3 separate regions of the Zea mays genome follow, and all the other regions are linked to region 1. The links are chromatin contacts, called in public Hi-C maps. All regions are on one chromosome and are shown on one strand. Each heading gives the region's core, a stretch centred on a gene start, on an enhancer-like site or on the middle of the called end of the contact. The rest is flanking DNA. Distances are from core to core; before and after follow the strand shown.

Region 1 (4,561 bases), core at 602-3,101:
ATGACCGGACGGAATACTACCTAGTCACCTTTCATCTCCAGTTCATCAACATTTATCATGCACAAGTACATCTGGCTGGTTCTGTGTGCCTTCATGTCCTGCAGCACAGATCGTGAACCTGCACACCTCAACGATAGATGGCGGGGTTCAGAAGCCTTGCACCCAAGACCAGGAACCTGGTGGTGGCCGGGGGACTGTCTGCCTTCGTGCTCGGGGTCTACTACTACACCATGAGAGCGGTGGGAGGCACGGACGAGCTCCAGGTGGCGATCGACAAGTTTGAGGAGACGAAGAAGCAGGATGCCGCTAGAAACTCTAGCTCCAGCGCAGGAGGATCATAATTCATAAACACGCGGACACGCCCTGGATCTGCTGCAGGCTGACATGGTAGTGGTACGACGACAGTCACGTCGCTCAGTAGGCCATGACCATGCGTTCTGCTTGTACTGTGGAATAAATAAATGATGGGTTATGGTACTCTTTATCTGGTAGAGCTTGGCAGCTTGTGCTTTGAGGGATGTAATAGTGGCCCCGATGTTTGTATTTTCCTGGCGAGCCGGAAATTTTGTGGAGTATTTGCTTGTGTGACTCCCTTTTCTCTAGCTCTCTGTGGCCATTGCATATTTGCTGCATTGGTGTTTGGTAAGGACAGCTCCGTCTGTGAAGGGAAGCAATGAGCCAACCGCTGAGCTCTCTCTCGACACCATCGAGCCTGACCTGATAGTGTACCACTGTACCGATTCGGGTTCGGTTAAACCCGAACCAAAGTGTGGTAATCTGAAAAACAGTTCGATCCCATCCAAGATTTTGACCCGATCCGACGTACTATCAAGTCTAGCGGGCTCTGATCATGAGTCCACCCCGTGAAAAACCAAGCGACCCTATCAGTTAGTTTACTGTGGTTTTCTGTGGTTTGACCAGTGAACAATCATATGGTAGCCATTTTCCTCTCTCGGCGTGAGGAAAGATTGAGCGCAGCAAAAATACGAAGCGGAACAGTGCTCCGAACAAATTCGATCACGGGGTGAGAACAATACAATACAGCGATCGAGACCCCAGCAGAGAATTATACTTCCGGCGCCGTCTCCAAGACAATTCCAGCACGAGAAATGCTGCCGGCATGCCATCTTGGCTAATGCGACACGGCTAGAGATGGCAATGGGTACCCGAAACCCGATGGGTTTTTACCCCATTAGGGTACGGGTTTGGGTCAATTTTCATACCCATGGGTTTGTTAACGGGCATAAATCTATACCCGACGGGTTTATGGGTACGGGTTTGTTCTTATAGTACCCAAACCCGCGAACTCGTGGGTTTTTTAAACCCGACCAAACCTAGTGCATATTGTCATTTTATTTTATAAACGAACAACAAACTTGTTATTCCTTATTTACTTACTAATTTTTATCAAATGGTGAATGTATAAGTAGTCGGTGAGAGTGTTGCTTGCTTGCTATTATACAACTTATTATTTGTATTCCATTCTCTCTACTAATAATTTTTATACCAAATCATGAACTCGTTGTTCATCACATAAATTTTGGACCATGATCTCATTAATCATTACGATACTTATTGATTATAGGAAGAACAAGCATATTGGAGATAAAACCCGTGGGTAACCCGCGGGTACCCTCTAACCCGATGGGTACGGGTTTGGGCAAAATCTCAAACCCGTCATGTGTACGGGTTTTTTAATAGGCATAAATATTTTTCACGGGTACGGGTTTGGGACGACAAAACCCAGCGGGTTTGTACCCATTGCCATTTTCTAGACACGGCCCTCCCCACCCCCGCCCGAGGAATGCTTGGATGCGGCGCAGCAAAAGCAACCAGCTTCTCGCCCCGCCCCCGGCGCGGCTCGTCGTCACTCGTGAGCCGCGTCCGTCGTCCGCGCACGCCCGTGATCTCCTTAAATTCCCCCCTCCGGGAATTATAATAACCCCCGGCCGCTTGCTAGTTCTCGCAGGCCAGCGGTGACCGCGGCCACAGGGCACCTCCACCGCGCGACGACGACAACCATGGCCGTGCCATCGCGGCTCCTCCTCTGCTCCGCCGTCGTCGCCGTGGCGCTGCTCGTCGCGCCGGGAGAGGTGGCCGCCGCCGCGGGACACGGGCACACGCACACGAGGCGCCTGCGGCCCAAGAAGAGCGCGGCGGCGGCCGCCGCGAAGCTGTACCCGGCGAACGCGACGCGGGCGGAGGCGATCGAGCGGCAGTTCACGCGGTGGGTGCGCTTCGTGGGCGGCCGCCTCGGCCACGGCACCTACAACTACAACCGGCCGGCGCTCACGCTCCTGCCCGCGCGCACGCTCGTCGTCGACAGGAGGCCGGGCGCCGGGGACTTCACGTCCATCCAGGCCGCCGTCGACTCGCTCCCGCTCATCAACCTCGCCCGCGTCGTCATCAGGGTCAACGCCGGCACGTACACGTACGTACGTGCATTGCATTGCATTGCATTGCTGGCGCTGCGTCGAAGACGGGTCTCACTTGCTCGGTGCTGCTGCAGGGAGAAGGTGAACATCTCGCCGATGCGCGCGTTCGTCACCGTGGAGGGCGCCGGCGCAGACAAGACGGTGGTGCAGTGGGGCGACACGGCGGACACGGCCGGGTCCTGGGGCAGGCCCATGGGCACGTTCGGCTCCGCCACGTTCGCCGTCAACTCCATGTTCTTCGTCGCCAAGAACATCACCTTCAAGGTTCTTTCTCTCGACGCGGCGTTTCCGCTTCGCTACGAGAGAGCCTGCACTGCACTGCATGCCTGACGCGCGTTTCCGCTGGGGCAGCAGAACACGGCCCCTGTGCCGCGGCCCGGCGCTCTGGGCAAGCAGGGGGTGGCGCTGCGGATATCGGCGGACAACGCGGCGTTCGTGGGGTGCAACTTCCTGGGCGCGCAGGACACGCTGTACGACCACCTCGGCCGCCACTACTACCGCGACTGCTACATCGAGGGCTCCGTCGACTTCATCTTCGGCAACGCGCTCTCCCTCTACGAGGTCAGTCCGTACTGAGCATCTCGTCGGCCTACCCCGTTTACTGCCAAAGAGTCGGTGAAGAACAGGTGCAAATGGAATGTCGATGCGCATTAACTAATCGACCCCTCTTTCAGTTTTTAATTAATTAATGGGGTACTCCTACTACAGTAGATAGAGTGGGGTGAAGTGAACCTCTCATGTCGTCCGCCCTTGTCGTTGGCGGCGGGCACGGTTCCCCGGCCCCAAGCGTGGTGCCGGCCGCCCGTGACGCCTGCCACTGCCATCGCTGTACTCCTTTACGCAGTACCACTTGCTTTTTCTTGTGCGTTCTCCCCGTTTGGAAAATAACAGCTGGATGATGAATATACAGGGGTGCCATGTGCACGCGATCGCGCGGAACTACGGCGCGCTGACGGCGCAGAACCGGCAGAGCCTGCTGGAGGACACGGGGTTCTCGTTCGTCAAGTGCCGGGTGACGGGGTCCGGCGCGCTGTACCTGGGCCGCGCCTGGGGAACCTTCTCCCGCGTCGTCTTCGCCTACACCTACATGGACAACATCATCATCCCGCGCGGCTGGTACAACTGGGGCGACCCGACGCGGGAGATGTCAGTGCTCCTCCTCCTCCCTCCCTCTCCGGCGCCGCCGGTGCAGTGCATGAAATGGAATCATCTGACGCGCGGTGCGGTTGGTTCTATTCGCGTGCAGGACGGTGTTCTACGGGCAGTACAAGTGCACGGGGCCGGGCGCGAACTACGCCGGCAGGGTGCAGTGGTCGCGGGAGCTCACCGACGAGGAGGCCAAGCCCTTCATCTCGCTCGACTTCATCGACGGCTTCCAGTGGCTCCGGTTGTAGCACGCCACATTGTTGACACACACACACACACACACCATGCATGACCTTAATTAGTTGATGTGAATGAAGAGCAAACAAAAACACAAGGCAAATACAAATCCAATTGTTGGCGCAACTGCGTACGATGAGAGTTGGTGGTTGGCTGGCTGATGAGTGAGCGCTGCAGAACTACGTCCTGCACTCTTTTTGTTCGACTCCTTTCCTGTGCATCACATCGCTGCAGGTTTTCATGAACATGGGCTTCCTTGGCCCAGGCCGGAATAGCGTCAGGTTTGGTCCACATGCTGACACGCGAGTGCAGCCAAGCCCATCACCCGTTCCGAGCAACCTTCATGTTTACAGCCGAGCAAGCCTAGTACTGTTCACCAGGCACGCGTAAAACTGCTTATTTGAAATTTTTTAGCACGGACAATTTTAGCCAAATGTTTACATTAATAAGTGATAGTTTGAGAACCCCATTTTTCTAAAGGGATTTTCATTTTCCAGGGAAGTTAGTTTATTTTTTCATGGGAAAATGAAAAAAAAAATCTAGCCCTGAAACAAAATAATGATTTTAACACTTATCCATGTAAGATGGGTTAAGAAGAAACCACTTCATCAAGCAAAAATATAGCTTTCCCGCGACAGACCCTACCTAGCGCACCAACTTTCGGTGTTTGGACTAACGGTCCTAACCAACTAGTAAAATGATGCCACGTGCCCAGAATCTAGATGATGTGCGAGTTGACACAA
Region 2 (4,561 bases), core at 969-3,468, 220 kb after region 1:
GAGTTGGTTAAGTTGGTCTAACCAGGCAACCTTTTCTTCCTGCCCGAGCAGGCGAGCACCAAGCCACCAACCACCAGATACTGCCGAGCCGCGCGCGTCGAGACGGGGAGAAAGCGAGAGCGAAAGCGAGACACCACTCCGCCCCGCCTTGCAGCGAGATCAATAAAAACCGCAGCTTCGGAGCCCAACTTGGCCCCCGTCCTTTTCCTCTGCCCGTGCGGAGCTGGTGCGACGAGACGAGAGCCCGAACCCGTGGTCGCGTGGCGTGCGGCCGAGGAGGGAAACCCAGCGAAAAAGCCCGGGCGAGCGAAACTTGGGCAGCCACGCACGGCGCACAAACGTCCTGGGCTCCGGCCTCCGGGCGGAGCAAAGTTGGAGTGCTAAAGCTAGTTGTTTTGCTGCAATCCGACGGGCGCTTCGCTTTCGTGGCTCCGATTTGTCTTCCGTGCCCGTGGACCGTGGTCCTCGGTGCCGATGCGATGAATCGTGCGGGGAACCGAAGATTATTATGCAGATCCAACGAACAGATAAGGACAATACGGACCAAATGATTTCGTGGATCGCCGTAGTGGACTGGACAGTCAATTGCCACTTGCGAATTGGTTTGTCCGCTTCTTTTAGAGAAGAGAAAAGAAGAGGCTTCGCGCAGCTTCATTTGGCATCGCATCGCCCTATGCTGTGTGCCGCCGCGCCGCTTACTGCGACCTCCCTCGGTCCAGACTCCAGAGTATGTTCTGGACCAGGGGCTAGGGCTTCATCTTTGGAAGGTCGCAACTTCGTCGTCCCCTCTTAACCCCGGGGATGTTTGTCGTACTCATCGTCCGGCCGCCTCACTGACGGCGTCATGGCGGCAATGGCGAATCGTCGTCATCACCGGCCCGGCCATGTTGGTTTCCCATTTGCAGAAACTCTACCGCATTTCCTTCATCCAAGACCAATCCCCCTGCAGTGATCGGATGAATGGAACACACGTACTTCCACGACTGAACACCGATTAATTGCAGATTAGCTGAACACCGATTCCAGAAGGCAGCAGTGTACTGACAGCGAAGGCAACTACACTTTGTATATACACTGGTAGTAATGATCGAACGAACGAGAACCATGTACAGCAGCACGCCACGCTTACAGATTGCAGTATTAATAGTTGCACCAGGTTTGGTTTATATCCACAAGAAGAATGATGCAAATTCATGAAAGAAAATGGTACGATCAATATTGCTTAACGAAGCTGTTCCGTTGACGACGCCGGCAGCAGCGAGCGAAGGAGATCGCAGATCGGCATCCACCACATCTTGGACGCCTACATCACCAGCTCCGACACCCATCCCAAGTCCGGCCCGTCGTCCTCCGTGACCGCAGCCGCAGGCAGGACCGGCGCCGACGACGACGCCTTGGCCTTCCTGAATCCGAGCTCCCGCATCGCGAGCAACAGCTCCTCCACCTCGGCGTCCGCCGGCTCGTCGACCCACCTCCGGCCCTCCACCGGCGACACCGGCGGCGACTCCCAGGGCGGCGCCAGCGTCGACTTGGGCGAGAGCGACAGCGCGAGCGGCGAGCAGCCGTCCTTGGCGGCGCCGGCGCCGGCGCCGGCGCCGGCGCGGAGCTCGGCCGCGGCGTGCGCGAAGAAGCAGACGCGGCGGCGGCAGGCAGCGCCCGCGCGGCAGGGGCGCGTGCGGTAGCGGGACGGGTGGAGCCACAGCTCGAAGGTGCCGTGCGCGAGCGGGCAGGCGGCCCCGCGCGGGCACGCGGCGCCCGCGCCCGGGCGGCGCCGGAAGTCCGGGCACGGCTCCCCCGCGTAGGCCACGCGGCGCGGGTCCCGCCGCCGCGCGGCCTCCCCCGGGTGCGCGTAGGGGCACGCCGTCCAGTCGTGGCTCCGCGCGCGCGCGCACCGCCGCACCTTGAACTCGTGCATCATGAACTCGTCGTCCGCCTCCGTCGCGACGTCGCCGCCCTCGGCGCGGGTGGAGGAGAGGTACTCTCCCAGCGCGGCGAGGAGCTGCGGCGGGATCTCTGCGGCGGACGGGTCGGCCCACGGCGCGCCCAGAGACGCCGGGTCCAGCACCAGGTGCAAATTTTCACGGCTCACCATGCCTGCCGTCGCTCTATCTGCCTCGCCCTCAGTGTTGTTCAACACTCGGTCCAGTCCGGTTAGCCTGGGTGGTGGTGGTGCCGGGGAAAGAGAGGACTGTGGTGAACGTGCCTTGAGGAGATATAACAACCGTAGGGTTGGTGGCGCGGGGTTTTATAGGGGTTGGGCTGGGGCGGTATCGTATCCGGCAACCGGCATGGGCGGTATTGAGGGCTCTGTTGGTTGCCGAGCTATCGGAGGCTGGCGTGGCGTCGTGGGGAGGTGGTTTGGCGCGGGGCGACTACGTGGAGAGGCGTGGAGGCCCGTGCTGCATGTTGCTCGCCACGTCGCGGCCTCTCGGCGAAGGAAATGGGGCGGGCCACCGGGCGCTTTTGCGGCTGGGCCGGTGAGGTTTCGAGCTGCGCTGCTGTACGGCGTGGTCTGCTGCGCAGTACGGGACACCCACACGTACACAGCTGCATCACTACTCTTGTGGATCCAGCAGCCATGCCCCTGAGAAGAGGCAAGGCACCTGGACATATATATTTATCCTGGTACTAAAGAGAGCATATACTTCCGTGCACCTTAAAATAAAATTTGCATCAGCTGACTCGGGAGGGAGCCTACGGAGTACGGACATTTCCGCCCGCGGTAACCGTCCCCCCCCCCCCCCCCCCCCCCCGGCCCCTGCATATGGATGGAGCGTGAAATAGATGACCGTTAGCAGCGCCCCGACTCAAGGCAGACAGCCTCAAGCCCAAGAATATCAGGCCCGGCCTGCTCTCGCACACCGGCCCAACTTTAGAGTTTCGGCCCCAAGTGTGTGCTAGAGTCGAGAGAAATTATCATATTCATGTATGAACTAATGAACATAACATCGTACTTTGTTTATCAGCGAGTGCGAGGCCATCGTTACCTCCTGCAGCTATCAAGTTCCTCGAGTTGCTGATGGTGCCGGCCTAGCTGCTCTACAGTTCTATGTTGTCCAACATTCATTATTGGCAGTCATGCATTCTCTTGAGACCTTCGGGTGCTTCCCCTAGCTCTCTGCCTTCGATATGATCAATCATTGCCTTGGATGCAGGTGTATTGGAAGCGGCCATTCCGACGTCATCATAAAGGCTGTGGAGTTTTTTTCGACCCACTCCTTTTATCCTATCCTGGGCAACATTTAGTTTTCTAGGAGTTAAGCTCTATGATTAATTAATTAATTAATTAATTAACGCACTAAATGACTAGGGCTTCATCAAGTGCTCAATAACACAAGGAGAATGATCTTCTCTTGCTTTCACACACCCTTGTCAAAATCCCTCGAGGAATCACAACGTTGGTCAAAATCCCTCAAGTTCTATCAAGTTTATGTTGGCAATTAAATCTTTGGCTCGATAAATGAAGGTCATTGTAAGGAGTTTGGTGAGTTGATGTCAAAAGAGTTCGAGATGTCGATGATCATCGAGCTTACTTTCTTTCTTTAGCTTTCAAATCAAGTAAATGAAGGTAACTTTATCCGCCAAGACAAATACACCAAATACTTGCTAAAGAGATTCAAAATAGAAAACTATCTGCTCGCCACTCTTGAACCTACTCACTCACAGTCACAACTCACAGGGTGACATCTGCTAAACAATCGACGCCCTTGCTCTGCACTGTGGACGCAGCCCCGTACTCCAGCGCGGCAGCCGCTCCCCCAACCTGGATGACGGTGGAGCAGTTGAGCCTGATCTGGATGTGCTTCTTGACGATCCCCAGCACATTGACCGTGCCGTTGATCGCCGTGTAGGTGTGGAGTTGGTACTCCTGGCCGAACACGAGGCCGGTGCCGTTGACGGCGCGCGCGAGGCGGTCGGCGAGGAGGTCGACCGTGACGTTCATCCGGACGCTCCCGCGCGCGCCGACGCGGCCGGCGGGCGCGTACGCCACGCTCACCGTCCGGCCCTCGTAGTAGACGTCCGTCTCGGTCCGCGAGAACCTGAACGCCGCGGCGTTGGGGTTGTCCACGGAGACGTCGGCGGTGAGCGTGGCGTTGGCGGCCACGGGGGCGGCGGCCCCCGGCCCCGTCCCGGGCCCGGCGCTGATGGCCGTGAGCCAGACGTTGTTGACGGCCAGGCGCGGCTGCTTGACCCTGAACACGGTGAGCGCCAGCGCCAGGATGATGACGCCGACGACCACGATGGCGCTCACGCAGCAGCCGCCGCAGCAGAGCGCGCACCGGCGCTTGCGGAGGTACTGCGTGGACCGCCACCTGGCCCTGGCGGCGGCGTCGCTGGCCGACGGCGCCGGGTAGACTGTTGGGGAAGGCAGCGCGAGGGGCCTCGTTTGGTCGCTCTTGCCCTCCTCCGCGCTCCTCGACGCCCCGGCGGCCGCCATGGAAGAGGGCCGGCGGACAAGAGAGGCAGGCCGCAGGCCACACGCACACGCGGTCTGTACACCAGTAGAACCAACGTCTGCTTCGTCTGGTACACGGACGGTCCTATGAAGAGCTCAGCTCTG
Region 3 (4,561 bases), core at 1,011-3,510, 200 kb after region 1:
ACCGAACAACTCTCATCATCCCCACTCGAACCCATGCAGCCTACTAATCATCTCAAATAAACACGTGCAATAAACCTACCATATAAGACTTTATTCGGTTAAGGATTGAATGTGATTTAAAAAAATAAGGACTTGATCGGTTATTCCTATCTCATTTGAATTCATTTGAATTAGATGTGACTGAAAAAAAATATGAAGAATTTTGACTTGTGCTGAGTAGCAGGATGGGTCGAGCCGACGGTTCCGGCCCTAAGACCGGACGGTCAGCGCACGCGCAAAATCAGTTAGGGTTCTGAGTTTCTTGTGTTATTTGTTAGCTAAATCTGTAGAATTAGCTTGGGAGACGGCTTGTAACGGGTCCAGATCCCCTATATATAGAGAGGACTATGGCCGATTGAAACACCAACAATCAAATCAATAATCAATATACATCTCGTTTTTACCTTATGCATTAAGAGTAGTTCTAGTTTAGCCCTAGTTTAGCCTCTCTCTATCTCAAATCTTCACATCTCTTCGGCTCTACGTCGCTTAGAGGCGTCTTGGGCGGCCTACCGATCCCAAGACAAAGTCTAGGATCTCTTCTCTCCGCCAGGGTCCCTCCCGGGAGCGAGATTAAGGCGCTGCCGGCAAACTCCGCTGCCCCTGCGCATGCGTGGACCGTCCGCCTCGTAAGGCATGAACACTAGCCTCAGTGCCAGGTCGCGAATCGTCCGGCCCCTGGCCACGGACCGTCCGCGCCTCCGCAGAGAGCACCGCTACCGGTTATCATCGCAGTGATTGGTGCTTGGATCGGTGCCAACAACTTGTTCGGGATTGAAACTCATTCAATCCCACCCAATACATATGGATTGAGAGTAAGACGAACAAGCCATAAGAAGTTTGACTTGCTTGGTATTTAAACACACTCATATCTTGTTCGGTTTAAAGTGGATTGAGGAGGATTAAATCCCCTCATATACAAATTTGTATAAAAATAGATTAAATCTCTTCAATCCTGCTCAATCTATTCTAACCGAACAAGGCCTCAATCCCACTTAATTTATATGAATTGAGAGCGAACCGATCAATCCTGACTTGGGGAGCACCTTTTCTTGAAACGGAAAAACATATGTATCTAGTCTCGCCGCAAGTTAGCAAATCAGACGCCACGTAGTACACATAAGCACACATCCCTGAGAGCGAAACCTCTCCTGTGTTTCAACCCAAGCGCAATGCACATAATCGAATCGAACCTGGAGTATAACATTAGTTTTGATGTAAGTTCTGAATATGATTCTGAACATAATGACACCGTAGAAAAAAAACCCTCAGATTCAAGCAAAAAAAAAAAAAAAAACAGAAGGAGGTGAGTTTCAAGCTGATGCGGCAATCTACCATCTGGAAGTAGCACATGACCCCGGTTAATTAATGAATGTATCTTTAGTCTAAAACAAATTATATTATATTTTTGGATGGAGAAGTATTTAGAAGTATTTGATTTCACGCTTTTTATACCAATGAAGTTTATCTTAATAATTCCTTATAAGCTATCCATTTACTCCAGCCATAAGCCAGCTAGTTCCTATAGGCTGTTTTGGTTCGATTGTCCCGAAACGCTTGGTCGTAAAGATTTTCGGTTGTAACCCAGACCAGTACACAAGACACTACGGATACAAAAGTTTTTTATCGTTAGAAATTTCAAATTATTTTATATACGATATAATCTAAACAAAACCAGAGTTCACGCTTTCGGACCGGTCGAGTCCGAGCGTTCGGACCCGGAGATTGGCGGCCACCGGCCAGCACCCCCACCCGGTGCGATTGCGAACCAAACCTGGCCTCGTGCGCGCGGGACCCGGAGTGAGATGAGGATAAGATCGGAGAACAGATTCCGGAGCGAAAGCCATGCGTGGCAGCGCCGCAGTGGCCAGCCCGAGCCAACACGCCTTTATTAACGCAGATTTACACCCCACGTGTCGGCGTGGGTCGCAGGACCCGATGTGCCATGGACGCGACGGCACTCGGCACAGTGCCACAGGCGGGGAGATGCGAGGGCACGACCACGAACCGCTGCAAAAACAAATGGTTTCCGCACCGAATTTCGCACGTTACTCGCTCGCGACGCGAGATGGACAGATGGTTTTTGCGTTGGTCAATCCGTCAATGGACCGACGGAGAGAAAGCGGGCGGGGAGGGCAGGCGCGGGGCGCGTTATCTCGCCGCGGCGTGGCGCCGGGAGTTATATAAAAGCGCGCACCGCGGAGGCCGACGCGCAGAGGGAGCCCAAGGAAGCGAAGCGGAAGAGACCGAGAGGGAGAAGCGTTTCTCCTGGGTTGTTCGGGTGAGCCGCTAGCGAGAGCGAGACGGAGCGAGGCTTTGCCGCTGCAGAGCAGAGCGACATGAGCTACCGGCTTGGAGGCGCGGCGGACCGCGAGGAGGGGGACGAGGAGCTGTTCGAGACGGCGCCGTCCGTCTCCGGCGGCGAGGGCTCGTGCGACCAGGAGCGCCGCGCGTTCGTGCCGCCGCTGCGGAGGATGAACTCGGACAGCATCTACGACATGGCGTCCATGGTGTCGCAGCAGCTCCCAGCCAAGTAAGTGCGCGCGCGCCTGCACCCATGGTCTGTCTTCTCACGCCTCACGGTATTTTTGCTCATGAATCGGGGACCTGGCTGGCTGGCTTGCAGGAAAGGGCTATCGCGGTACTACGAGGGCAAGTCGCAGTCGTTCGCGTGCATGTCGGAGGTGCGCTGCCTGGAGGACCTGCGCAAGAAGGGCAGCCCCTACAAGCACAGGACCAACAAGAGCTACGGCGCGCTGGGACTGGGACTGGGAGGGATGATGTGGCCAAGAAGCCCGCCTCCAGCTCCTGCGCCGACCTCGGCCTCGCCGCCGCCAACGGGTTCAGGACGGCCCACGGCCCCAATTCAGAACGGGTACCACCAGTGAGGCTGTAGCCTGTAGGCAGACGACGAGAGCACTGCAACTGTTTTTTCGTTCTCTCTTTTTTTTTTTTACTTCTCTACTCTTGTTCTGCGGGATTTCCTTCACGGGCTTGACTTGACTTGACTGTGAGAATTTTACGAGGTGGTGTGAACTGTTGCTTGCTCTGCTATCGGAGTACCTGTAGAGCACTAGAGGGACTCACTCACAACATAATTGACCGTTCTGCACTGTTGCTGCTCGGCAAAACAAACTGCTGTTTGGGTAAATACGAAGCACTGCAGTCCTGGCAGAAAATAATGATCGACTGTTTCCTTCCTTTGGAGTGACCATTAACCGAATCCTCTCCCGCACCTACCACATAAGCTCTCAACTCAACTTTGATTCAGTGTACAGACCATAGAAGGCTATATAGCTCAGTTTTTTTAGAATTCACACAAGTTTATTTCAGCGCTCGCTCAGAAATCGTATAACATAATGAAATAGTGTGTGGAAAGAGCTCCAGAGAGATCGATGGTCTTTAGTAGGGGTATTTATAGAGATTGATGATCAAATTTGTGATTTTTTTTTTCATTTTTTGAATTTTTCGGACTCCAAAAATAACTAGTTGCAACGGCTGGACCAATTAAAAACCTCCACGTCGCTCTCATCCGTCACTCTTGCTCTCCCTCTCGCCAGGCGACAGTGGGCCCCCTGCGCGAGAGACAGCACGTCCAAGGAAAACATTGAGATCTCTCGCAATCTCTACACCAATACTCAGGTCAGATCTCCGATAGCCAAATCTCTCACGCCACCCACAGGCCAGACCATACAGTTCTGTCCCGAGAGAATAATTCTGCAGGATGTGCAAACAGCAAACTCATGCCACTAAATTAAACTCTGCCGATGTAAGAGCGAAATACAGACGCGAAAGCCACCATAGCAAAATCATCTACCAGGTTCGAACAATGGCCAGGACCAGGAGATGGTTCGCAGGAGAGTTTCCTCATGATGGGCTTGTGGCGAACCAACTAGCGCTTGGACAACGTAAAACAAACAAAATGCATCGCTACACCTAGGCGCAGCCAGCGGGGCTTTGTTGGTCTGGACAGCATATTTAGATGGCAAAGTAAAACAAACTCAATGGTAGCAGAGCATGGCCTCGAAAGGATGCTTCACTGGATTCTTCGTCAGATGATGTTGAGCTCTGAATTCTTGCATTGCTTGACAGTTCACTGGATTCGTCATAAGACAATGCTGAGCTGAGCAGGTTGGGTTCGAGCTCTGCTCTGCATGGAAAGGCATCTCGCGTTGAGCTTGCCGAACATTTTTAACAGCCCGCAGCGAAGAAGTGCCATATTTCAGCAACTGGATCACTGAATTGGAGACCAAGTAGTGTCCGAGTAATAGAAGTGCCATATTTCAGCAGCTGGACTCCTGAGTCGGAGCGCGCGGTGCACAGGACACGCTGGACCGGACGACCGTCGTCACTGCAGAGCTCTCTGGCGAACTCCCCTCCGTGGCGACAGCTACAGGCCACGGGAGCTGTGCAGTGACGGCGTAGTGAGGACGGCGTGTGAACGACGGACGGTAATGGTGACGGGCTGTGTGTCGATCAAAGCTCAAGGGACGAGATAGATGGTGGGAGCATGTCAAACGGG

The links. Hi-C and Micro-C count contacts between places; a contact is called where the count stands out from the background.
Region 2: a Hi-C map of ear shows a contact between it and region 1, with 2.1 times the contacts expected there. The contact joins the promoter of LOC100280678 here to the promoter of LOC103635870 in region 1. A contact is called at or near these places in 3 of 25 Hi-C or Micro-C datasets (bundle sheath, ear and root tip).
Region 3: a contact with region 1 is called in a Hi-C map of tassel, with 2.6 times the contacts expected there. The contact joins the promoter of LOC100381528 here to the promoter of LOC103635870 in region 1. A contact is called at or near these places in 4 of 25 Hi-C or Micro-C datasets (bundle sheath, ear, root tip and 1 more).

What each region holds. Positions count from the first base shown.
Region 1 is chr8:127,771,362-127,775,922 of Zm-B73-REFERENCE-NAM-5.0, forward strand. It overlaps LOC103635870 (probable pectinesterase 53), which reads left to right and starts at 1,852. Exons shown (of 4, transcript XM_020543317.2): 1 at 1,852-2,699; 2 at 2,787-2,996; 3 at 3,346-3,581; 4 at 3,682-3,951. The coding sequence starts at 2,022. The coding sequence ends at 3,829. It overlaps LOC103635869, which reads left to right. Exons shown (of 3, transcript XM_035961799.1): 3 at 105-602. The coding sequence ends at 283.
Region 2 is chr8:127,993,505-127,998,065 of Zm-B73-REFERENCE-NAM-5.0, forward strand. It overlaps LOC100280678, which reads right to left and starts at 2,219. Exons shown (of 1, transcript NM_001159256.2): 1 at 1,163-2,219. The coding sequence starts at 2,092. The coding sequence ends at 1,304. It overlaps LOC100281266, which reads right to left and starts at 4,522. Exons shown (of 1, transcript NM_001154185.2): 1 at 3,634-4,522. The coding sequence starts at 4,438. The coding sequence ends at 3,674.
Region 3 is chr8:127,974,584-127,979,144 of Zm-B73-REFERENCE-NAM-5.0, forward strand. LOC100381528 (oxidative stress 3) reads left to right here and starts at 2,261. Exons shown (of 2, transcript NM_001174357.1): 1 at 2,261-2,572; 2 at 2,666-3,166. The coding sequence starts at 2,379. The coding sequence ends at 2,927.